2 separate regions of the Mus musculus genome follow, and region 2 is linked to region 1. Evidence: chromatin contacts called from public HiChIP or PLAC-seq data. All regions are on one chromosome and are shown on one strand. Each heading gives the region's core, a stretch centred on a gene start, on an enhancer-like site or on the middle of the called end of the contact. The rest is flanking DNA. Distances are from core to core; before and after follow the strand shown.

Region 1 (5,011 bases), core at 822-3,321:
GCTTCTAAGATTAAGTGGACCTTAGGTGGAGCTGTTTTTGATCCCAGTTGTTAACATTGAGTTTTACCCCAATTGGTTCCTGCCAGTCCTTCCATGTTTGTATTCCTTTGTTTTGTGTAAGAATCCAGTAACCTCTTTGTACCTTGCCAGTGTGTCACCCAACTTCCCTATTTTCTTCTGTGTAAAAAGTTTGATGCTCGATTTGACAAATTACATTCAGATCCACACTCCCTTGTGTCCAGTCCTGTCAATTCCCACCAACTCCTTGCCCACCTGCACCAGAGACTCGTTCCACGCAGACAAGGAACCAAGAGGGTCTGCGGCAGTAATCGTCAATGCCTGGAGACGCTCCTGTCTCCAGAATCCTATGTTGATAACGGATCTCACCACTGAACCTTAAACCCGATACAAAGTGTCCTGGTGTCTGCACTTGAACTTGTAAAACTGCTTTCCTTAACATGATTAAAAAAACCAAAACCAAAAAACAAAACAAAAAAACAAATTCATCACTGTGCAGGACTGGGATAATGTAACAGGTGGGAGAGCAGGGTCCTCATGAAACCCCGCCTGCAGAGAGGATGCTGGGGGTGTGGGTGAGGGCGGGGCTCCCATGAGTCCCTAAGTAGGCATACAAGCTCACTCTGTCCAAACTGTTTTTTTGTTTTTTGTTTTTTTTTTTAAGATAACTAAGATCACTCTTTTTCTCTCCTGTTGCCTGGCCAACACTTTTTAAATGTTTCCAGGTACTGTTAGCCACTAGGAAGAAAAGAGAAATGTCGCAAAGTCTTTGCCCTCAACTATTTGTGCTCAAGGACCAGGTAAGAGTAAAGACCCCAGAGTGTCTAATGAGCTTCCTTGATGTCGCACTTTAGGTACTGTTGTATCTTCCTACCTGATTTCCTGTCTCTAGCTCACTCAACCTTATGTAGTTCTTTGTCTTTGTAACTGTTACCATCTTTTTGTTTGTTTGTTGTTTTTTTGAGACAGAGTTTCTTTGTAACATTCCTGACTGTCTGGTAACTTGCTTTGTAGATGAGGCTGGTTTCTAACTAACACACAGAGCTCCGCTTGTCTCTGCCTCCCCAGTGCTGGGATTAAGGGTGTGTGGCACTCCCTCCCGCCATAACAGTTACCATCTTAACAAGATTAAGTCCTCCTCCCTCTGTTCCATCCATCTTGCCACCTGAGTGATCTTTCTAAAAATGTGAACATAATTAATTATATTGCTCCACTTAAGATTCTCAGGCTCTGCAAGATAAACTCTAATTCCCAAGCTTGGCACTCAATTTCATGTGACCTGGGTCATGCCTTCCTGCCCAGTGTCATAACACATTGTAACTCTTGTACCACTTATACAGGCTTGCCATATTAAAGGACATCAGCAATATTGTTTCAGGCCTTGAAGGTCTGTATCTTCTGCCTCTATGTCTTGTATTACCTGGTTAAGTTCTCTATGGCTTTCAGGGCCATCCACTCTGCAGGCTTGTGTCTCTCACTAGCTTGTTCATTCCTCAAGGGCAAGGGCCTTTGTGGTTTTCTCTTGGCTTTGTACCCAACATTCCTCTATATATGCTGAACAGGTGAATCAGACCTCTGGCATTTTGTGTGCAACAGGGTGCCTTCAGTAGGCTATACTGGCTTAATGAATGGTCCCACATGCCTTAGGACAGGATACCTAATAGAAGAGGGCTAGTCGTTTCCTTTGGGGAGAACTCTAGCACCTGAGCTTTTGGCAATAACCAAAATCTCCATTGTTCCCTCTGGGGTGCATACTCCATGCCAAGGAGACACTCGGAAGGCTCTACTATTTAAATACATTGCTTGAGTTGTTTCAGCACGTTTTCCATGAATGCTGTGCTGCCTTACCTTGGAGGTGGTGTCTCCCTGCGAACTGTGGCCTGCTTTGCCCTGTGCTGAACTCCTATGTCTTTCCTTGAGTGACTAGAGAACCTTCCTTTGCAACACAGGAAAGGCTTCAGTCTGGAACGCAGTAAAGCCAAACATCCACTGAAAGCAACGATTCCCCTGCGTATTATGCAATATCCCGAGGAAGCGTCCGTCCTCACTGTGCCAAAAGACAGCTGGGCGTGCTCACAAGTGCTGCACACAGCTGCCTCCAGTGAACGGTACAGTGTGCAGCAGTGCACATGCTCCAGAAAGTGCTCTGGGACATGCCAATCACCAGGTGGCCCGGGTAGCAACAGCATCCCACTACTGAGAATATTTAGTATGAGGTGTACTCAACAAAATGGGAAGTGGGGAGCATTTTCTGCCTCAAGAGGTTGTCAACTGTCACGAAAACCACCAGCCACAACAAAACTCCAGCACTCACCAATGTTCCTAGTTTGATTTTATAATAATACCAATTATATCCAGTTCAGAATTACAGAAGCCTAAGACAGAAGTGGAATGGAAGGGCATCAGTGTACCCAGGGATGAAGGTACCAGCTATATAAGGGTGGATGCTAAGCCTAGGTATCCTATTTGTCTCGAGTCTCACAATGTGCTTATCACTAGAGAAAATAATAATTTGGGGGTCCAGGAAATGGTGGCTTAGGAAAAATATACAGGAACACACACACTCACACACATCTTAGGAGACCTGTAGGGATTTACTGAACTGTTGCAGGTTAAGATAGCCAGGTGGGGACATGTGTCCTTCAACACTGGAATCCATGGCCTCACTACAGGTGTGGCAAGGGTTTAGGGAATTAAGGGAGTGGGGTTAAGGGCACACCTGAATCATGTCTCTCCTTTCTCACAAGGGCAAATTAAAATTATATGTACGCCCATAAATAATTATTTTTACGATATCCTGTGAGATCCATGAGACAAACTCTGTAGGCACAATATCATCCAGCCTGCAGAAAACTGTGTAAATTTGTAATGGAAAGAATGACTTTGGTTGGCTGTCACTGTCAGGGCATTTCTAAAGCAAAATGAATCATGTTTCTATGATACATACCCAAAACTTTTGGAAGACCAAGAGTGCAGGCCATGCAAAATACAAGCCATTGGTGTCCCCATGGGCTGCTCTGTTCGAATTTTTGGTGCCACCCATGCTGGTTCCTGCCATGGACCTTCCCTACTTTTTTCTTCTCCCCCAAAGAATTATTTATTTATATGTGTATGAGTAGCTGTCTTCAGACACACAAGAAGAGGGCATCAGAATTCATTACAGATGGTTGTGAGCCACCATGTGGTTGCGAGGAATTGAACTTAGGACCTCTGGAAGAGCAGTCAGTGCTCTTAACCACTGAGCTATCTCTCGAGCCCTCCTTCCCCAGTCTTATTCTTTGGTAGCAAAAAGCTATTTATTTTATTCAATCAATGTGGGAGATTGGCTAGGCCTCTCTTATTACATATGGAAATGAAGTGAGACAAGAGGTTTCACCTCAGCCCATTATAAATATGCCACAGGCTGTGTCTGACACGCAGTGAAATTAACATTCTCTGTCCAGCTGTCCTCATAGGTGTGAAGGTTCCCTGGCATGTTTTAATTTACTGTGGAGAGTGAAAGCAGGACAGAGCGCCACCTCGCTGTGTATGGATGGGTGTTTTTCTTGGTGAGGAGAATCTGTCTCTTTAGTGTAAAAGTGCCACTACCATTTGCACGTTGCCCCTTTGTTTTGTTTTGTTTTCAGATGTCAGTCCCAGAAGGGGGTGGGGTTTCAACAAAGAGCTTGAGAAAGCTTCGCTAGTAATGAAATTTATTTGTGTGACTATCTGTGGTACACGTGTGGAGCTAGAGGGCTAGAGTGTCCTCCTCAGTTGCCCTTATTTTGAGATAATGTCTATCACTGAATCTGGAACCCACTGGTTTGGTAAGGCTGACTATCTGTTGACCTCTAGGACTCTGCTCTCTCAGTGCTGGGGTTAGAGGTGACTACTGCCATGCTCACTTTATTATGTAAGCTCCTGAGGTTTGAACTCAGGTCCTCACGCTTGCCTGGTAAGTAGTTGGATGACTGAACCATCTCCCCAGACCTCTGAAGGCATTTGACTCTGTAGAAGTCAAAGGACAACTTTCAGGAGTCAGCTCTCTCCTACTAAGGAGCCTGGGAGTTGAACTCAAATTTTCAGGCTGGTGTGGCAAGCTCTTTTACCTGCTGAGCCAATTTGCTGGTCCATTTCACTAATTAGTATGGAAATATCAAACGCCCAGGCACAAAGGTTTGGACATCATCTGCCCACAAAATGGGCAAGTAGTTTGAAGTTGCCCTTTCTAATTGGTTGGCAGAAGCAAAGTTTAATTTGACTAATTCACAGAAAAGAGGACCACATCCCCAGCAGAAAAATGGGAATATTTTCTAAGAAGGAAAGTCAATGATGAATCCTGACCTGCCACTTGCCATCTATGGCTGGGTAAGAGACTTAAGTCCCCTGGGCTTTCAGAACAAGAACAGAGATGCGATTCTCCCGAAAGGACACTGGGAACAGCAAAAGAGTCAGCTATACACAAATGGCTCTGAACACTGCCCGACACTTCAAGTGCTCCATAAACATTAGTTCTGAGGACAGTTTTTATTTTTATCATGATTGGTATAAGCGACTCCTTATTTTCCCTGCCTTTTCTATGCCCTTTTTCCTGGATGTGTTGAAGAGATGGATCTCTTCAGTGTGAGGCAAATGCTCTGCTACTGACCTGTGGGTCTATACACTCATTGCATTTTATTTAATTATAAAGGTTAATTTTATTTATTTTATATGCATACATACTCTACCTGCATGTACACCTACGTGCCAGAAACAGACATCAGATCCCATTATAGATGGTCATGAGCCACCATGAGGTTGCTGGGAATTGAACTCAGGACCTCTGGAAGATCAGCCAGTGCTCTCAACTATTGAGCCACCTTTCCAGCCCACTTAATTACCTAATTAATTAATTAATAAGACAGAGCCTCACTGTGTAGCTCTGGCTAGCCCATAATGTGGTATATAGATCAGGCCTGCGTCTACTTCTGAGTGCTGAGATTAAAGGCATGCACTACCGCACCTGGCCACTTGT
Region 2 (5,011 bases), core at 1,270-3,769, 210 kb before region 1:
CCTGGCTCTGACCAACTTCTTAATGGCTACTAAGAATACATCTTCCTTAATCAGTTAACTTACAAAAAAAAACAAAAAACAAAAAACAAAAACAAAAAAAAACCTCAAAAAACCAAAAAATCAAAAGCATAAACACAAAGACACCGAGATTCTCTTTGAAGAAGCTGCTTGCCCTGTAGCTGCCCAGTTCTTTTCTGTTTCTCCCTAGTTTATCTTTTTTTTTTTTTTTTTTTTTTTTTTTTTGAGATGAGGTATCATTAATCCCAGCCAGGCTTTGAATTCCTGATTCTCCTTCCAGATTCAGGCATGCTAGCAAACATTTTACCAACTGAGCTATACCTCCAACCCCTTGCCATTAAAGATTTGTGCTCTTTCTTTCTTTCTTTCATTATTCTTTCATTATTTCCTCCTTTCTTTTGAGGCAGAGTTACTCCATGTCACACCAGGCTTCCTACACCTCTCTATTATAGACCAGACTGGTCTTGAACCCATGGAGCGCAGCTAGCCTCCTCCCCGAGTGCTGAATCCTGCACCAGCACGTCTAGTCTCTTGTGCAGTTTCTGATTACTGGCAAAAAGTATAAAACCAGGCAACACTGTCCATATGCACAGTGTGAAGTATAATCTAGAAAGCCATAGATCCAACCACTTAATAGTACCTTAAAAACTGAACGGTTCTTCTAAATACTCTGCCTGTGGCTCCACTGGGATTACCCGCTGGAACCCCCTCCTTCCCACAAGAAACTGAGCACGAGACAAATTAATAAAAAATGGAATACACAACACCTTATACACACACACACACAAAAAAAATGCCAGGAGAGAGGGAGATCTCAGAGGACCCATTCAAAGTGTTGTTCATCCATCCATCCATCCATGCAGACACCCTGACTCGGGCTGGAGAGAGGGTGCAGCAGTTAAGAGAATAAGAGAATAGACAACTCTTTCTGAGGCCAGAAGTTCAGTTCCCAACTAAAACTATAAGCTGTAACTATAGGCTCTAGGGGAATCCAACATCTCTGACTCTGGAGGGCACCTGTACTCATACACGGACTGACTGGCACACACATATACACATTATCACAAACAAATCTTAAAGAAAACACCTAATGAACTTGGAAGAAGAATGCTATTCATTTTTTTAAAACGTCTTTAATTTGTAGGTTTCATAAATGTCCACCCTGGCCAGCAGTAGAAAGACTAGAGACATGACAGATGGGACAGACTATGAAAGAGCCCTCGGCATAAACAAGCTAAACTATAGGAAGTGAGAGATATTTTTAGCTCTGCTAAACTTTTGAAGTCATTTAAAATTCCACAGGGAGACACGGCTTTGGGGGGAAGAGTCACACAGAGAAAAAATATGGAAGCCCTGGAAAGTCTACGCCCCACTTTGAGACAACAGATTTGGCAGCATTCATCTTAAATATTTAAATCGGAGCCACTTTTGTAAATGTAAGTTAGCAAGTGGAGTTTAATTTTCTAAGAGCGTAAACGGGAAAGTGAGCGTAAACACGCACTCTCCTATATAGCCAGTCTCAGACTATCTATCAAACGCCAAGTTAGTGGATTTGCAAATGCATTCTGAACGCCTGGCGTAGACTGCCCACTTCTAGAAGTTGGCATAACATTACAACTCACACAAGTAGAGTCCTAGAAAACAAGCATGGGAAAAATAATTATTTTCACTACCTTTTTTTTTTTTTTTTTTTTTTTTTTTACTAATACTTAAATGGCATTTCTTCCCTTAGGTTTAGTAACTATGTATTATGTATTAGTATTATGGCTAATACTAACCACGTATGACAGAACTAAACTAAAATATTAGCCTGATACACGACTTCACTCAACGTTCTTATTTAATGAGCTCTAGGAAGCACTGAACGCTTACAATTTCTCAGACATAGGAACTTTTAAAATTAGACTAGGGCAGGTTATCCACAGTGAATCTGATGCTGATTCAACTCGCTAGCTGCTGTGGCTTCTCTCAACAGCACAGCCCCCACTTCTCTAAGGGGACCGGATAAGGCTCCCAACCAGATGCATTGTCCCGTGAGCGCTTCCAGGAAGATTTTGGTTTAAATAAAAATAAAATGTGCGGTTCATTGGTTTCCGAGGGGCTATGGAATGCTCTCCATATTCAATTATCTCTCCCTACACCGGTGAAAGTGTAGGGAGAGATAATTGAAAGCTAATAAAATTCCAGCCACACGGCTCACCTCTTGAGACTCTTCTTCCAGAGTCACATCAGCAGGAAGAAGAGTCACCAGTCTTACCTGTGATGGTAATAGTCCCCAGCATATTTAGTTACAGTTTTCGGCCTCTTACGGCAGGAAGTCTCCTTCTCCTCTGTCTACTCCCGGCTAACCAGTGAGATGAAAAGGAATGCAGTCCTCAGAGCATCAAGGAAGCTCTCCAGCCCTGGAGGTGCAGCAATGCGCACTGGAGAAGCGCTTCTCTGGCTAATTATAGGACGGCCCCGCCCACGCCGTAGGCCCCGCCCACAGCCAGCCAGCCCACACCTCTGTCCGGACTTGGCTGCACCACCCGGGGAAGTCACGTGCCCCATTTTACAGGGCTGGTCTCTGTGCCTGGTCTGTCGCGACCCAGGAGAAAGTTTTAAGTCTCTGGGGTGAGCCAGACCCCGAGCATCAATATTTGATCCAAGCGGTGACTTCATCCCTGGCACCGACTCCTGCATCTCAAACTTTTAAAATTATGTAAAGGCAATAACTGCACAGATATTAAATTCTCCGATTTTTAACGCCATTTTTAAAGGTGGATGAGGTGCAAAGCGGCATTTCCTTTTTAAAGCCCATAGTATGTTGCCAACCGTTTCCTACACTCCGGTCAGCGTAAAGACCCACAACTCTCTGCGATCCCAGGCCTTTTGCAAAGGGTTGTCACAAAGCGAACTATCTTTAGCATTTAACCGAGACAACTTTCTAAAAAGCAGAAATATCTGACCTTTGGGTCTCTCTACTTTTCGTGGTAGAAATGAGCTAAACATTGGGTTGAAACTTCACCAACACTCTCCTCCTGTTACAAGCGTATAGCAAATAAAACAGCTGCATTAAAAATCCAGGCAGCCCAATATTTCTTTTCTGTTAATCTTGAGATTGTTTCTCTACAAAGACACAAGTAATAAATGAGCTGGATCTTCAGTTAGGATAGGTCCAACTGGCCTGTTGGAGCGAACCACCTCTCCCCACCCCAAAATAAAAGGTTATATTATTGCTCTTCTCGTCAGACTTGAAGGCCTTGTTCATGACTACTTAGGGAACTGGAGCGGGGAGATCGGTGCGGGAAAAAGAGTAGACAGAGACAAGCGACATAAAAAGGGGATTAAAAAAATTTTTTTTGAAAGAAAGATTTCAGACATCCACGATGGTTGCTGCTTCTTGCCACCAGGAGGCACAATGCACCACATTCCAGCCCAGAAAGAGCGAAAAAGGGACAACTCCTGGGCAATCAGACAATGGTTACACATATCAGCATTACAAAGATCCAGAAAGGCTTCCCAGCCAACGCCCAACCTGGCTTTGAGTCTCGGCAAGCCAGGCAATGGGTCTTATCCTGGTTGGTTAAGATCTGGGAGCAGACATTTGCCCTCTGCATTCCCAATAGGTGGGGTTTCAGACAACCCAGACATCTCTCTTCCCACCATCTATTCCCTGTGTGTAGATCATGGATAAGAAGCCCTATATGCAGGGTCAGTGGTCCACATTAAACTAGACACTTCCCCCACAGTGTCCCAGGATCCCTGAAGGCCCAGGGAACTAAGAATACAGAACCACTTCCCAGTATTCAGTTGTAGACAGCACATGGCAGTCACCCCACTCCTCTGTGGATTCGGGTTTACATAACTGCATCACCAACACCTTCCCTTCTGACCCCAAATTCTAACAACAGCGACGCCACTTTGATAGCTAAGGGGAAAATTCACCAGATACAAAGCAGACAAAACACTCTTTTAAGAAAAGGCTAAGTAAGGCAAGATCTTTGCTTTCATAACACAGGTGACAATACACTCCTCAAATGAGGTTCAAAGTGAGGCAGCTAAGGCTCAAAGACAGCACAATGGATGCTGTGCTAGAGGCTGACCCTCCCAGCACACAGTTATCTGGAATCACTACCTCCCTGTGTAATGAAGAACAGGGAGTATATATAGCCGTGACCATCAGCAAGTTCCTCTGGGGCTGGCCTTAAAATGGAAAACCATCAATCAGGACAGAGGCAGAAGGAAAGGTCAGACAGAGGGGTCACTGCAAGGGCAGGCACCGTTCCCTTGACATTACTCCTTTCCACTCGCGTGAAAGGAGACGTTTTAGAGCCAGGCATCACCACCTAAAACAAAGATGACAGAATATATGCCCATCACTTGGCGGAAGATTGCTAGGGGGTGTTTTCTTAAATCTGCATGATCTAGTCAATAAATATTTGCCAAGGTCATGCTCCACTTTTGTTGTGCTGAAATCCACTGGGCGCTAATCAGATATTATGGCCTTAGGATACTTAGTTGAGAGTGGCAACCCCTGGGGATACAAGGATAGAGCTAGCCTAAGAGAAGAATAGGGACTCCCTAATGTTGAATACAAAGAAGCAGCATCCTGGGGCAATGTCTGGAAAGAGTGATTTGGGAACTCAGGGGTGGGCTCCTCATAGCTACTGTTACTTACAGTTCATGTTCATGTTCAGAGGCCCAAGACAGCAAAGGAGAGCTAGAGATGCTAACCAGAAATGCTAGTTAACAAGGAAAGATTTCTACGGACATCTTAAGAACTTTGTAATAACACAGTCTCAGCAAGGAAAGCAGACAGCCAGGAATGGTGTACTTGTGTAATTCCATCACTGTGGACAGAAGGCTAGCCTCAGCTACATAATGACTTTGAGGCCAGCCTGGGCTACATGAGTCTCTCCCAAAAAATAAAAATTACAGTAACAGGACAAACAATCTGAGTACAGCATATAACTTCTTTAAGATATACAGAGATGCACATAACAGCACACAC

The links. HiChIP or PLAC-seq counts read pairs in DNA pulled down with a chosen protein or histone mark.
Region 2: an H3K27ac HiChIP or PLAC-seq map of the NIH/3T3 cell line shows a contact between it and region 1, with 5 times the contacts expected there. The contact joins two enhancer-like sites. A contact is called at or near these places in 2 of 15 datasets of contacts at CTCF or cohesin (the NIH/3T3 cell line and large pre-B cells), 3 of 484 Hi-C or Micro-C datasets (the AML12 cell line, brown adipocytes and cerebral cortex), 18 of 115 datasets of contacts at active chromatin or transcription factors (the HPC-7 cell line, the NIH/3T3 cell line, bone marrow-derived macrophages and 10 more) and 3 of 9 other capture datasets (adipose tissue, liver and pancreatic islet).

Annotation. Positions count from the first base shown.
Region 1 is chr10:4,117,946-4,122,956 of GRCm38.p6, reverse strand. The region is part of intron 26 of Mthfd1l (methylenetetrahydrofolate dehydrogenase (NADP+ dependent) 1-like); the gene reads right to left. Among named protein-coding and RNA genes, the nearest start is that of Gm25515, 16 kb to the right of the region's middle. Within about 2 kb of position 2,071, at least 102 of the 459 cell types and tissues checked have an H3K27ac peak or open chromatin away from gene starts, as enhancers often do. A contact at or near this core is called in the AML12 cell line, the NIH/3T3 cell line, adipose tissue and 3 more, where this site is marked.
Region 2 is chr10:4,331,974-4,336,984 of GRCm38.p6, reverse strand. The region is part of intron 2 of Akap12 (A kinase (PRKA) anchor protein (gravin) 12); the gene reads right to left. Among named protein-coding and RNA genes, the nearest start is that of Gm40592, 24 kb to the right of the region's middle. Within about 2 kb of position 2,519, at least 264 of the 459 cell types and tissues checked have an H3K27ac peak or open chromatin away from gene starts, as enhancers often do. A contact at or near this core is called in the AML12 cell line, the NIH/3T3 cell line, adipose tissue and 3 more, where this site is marked.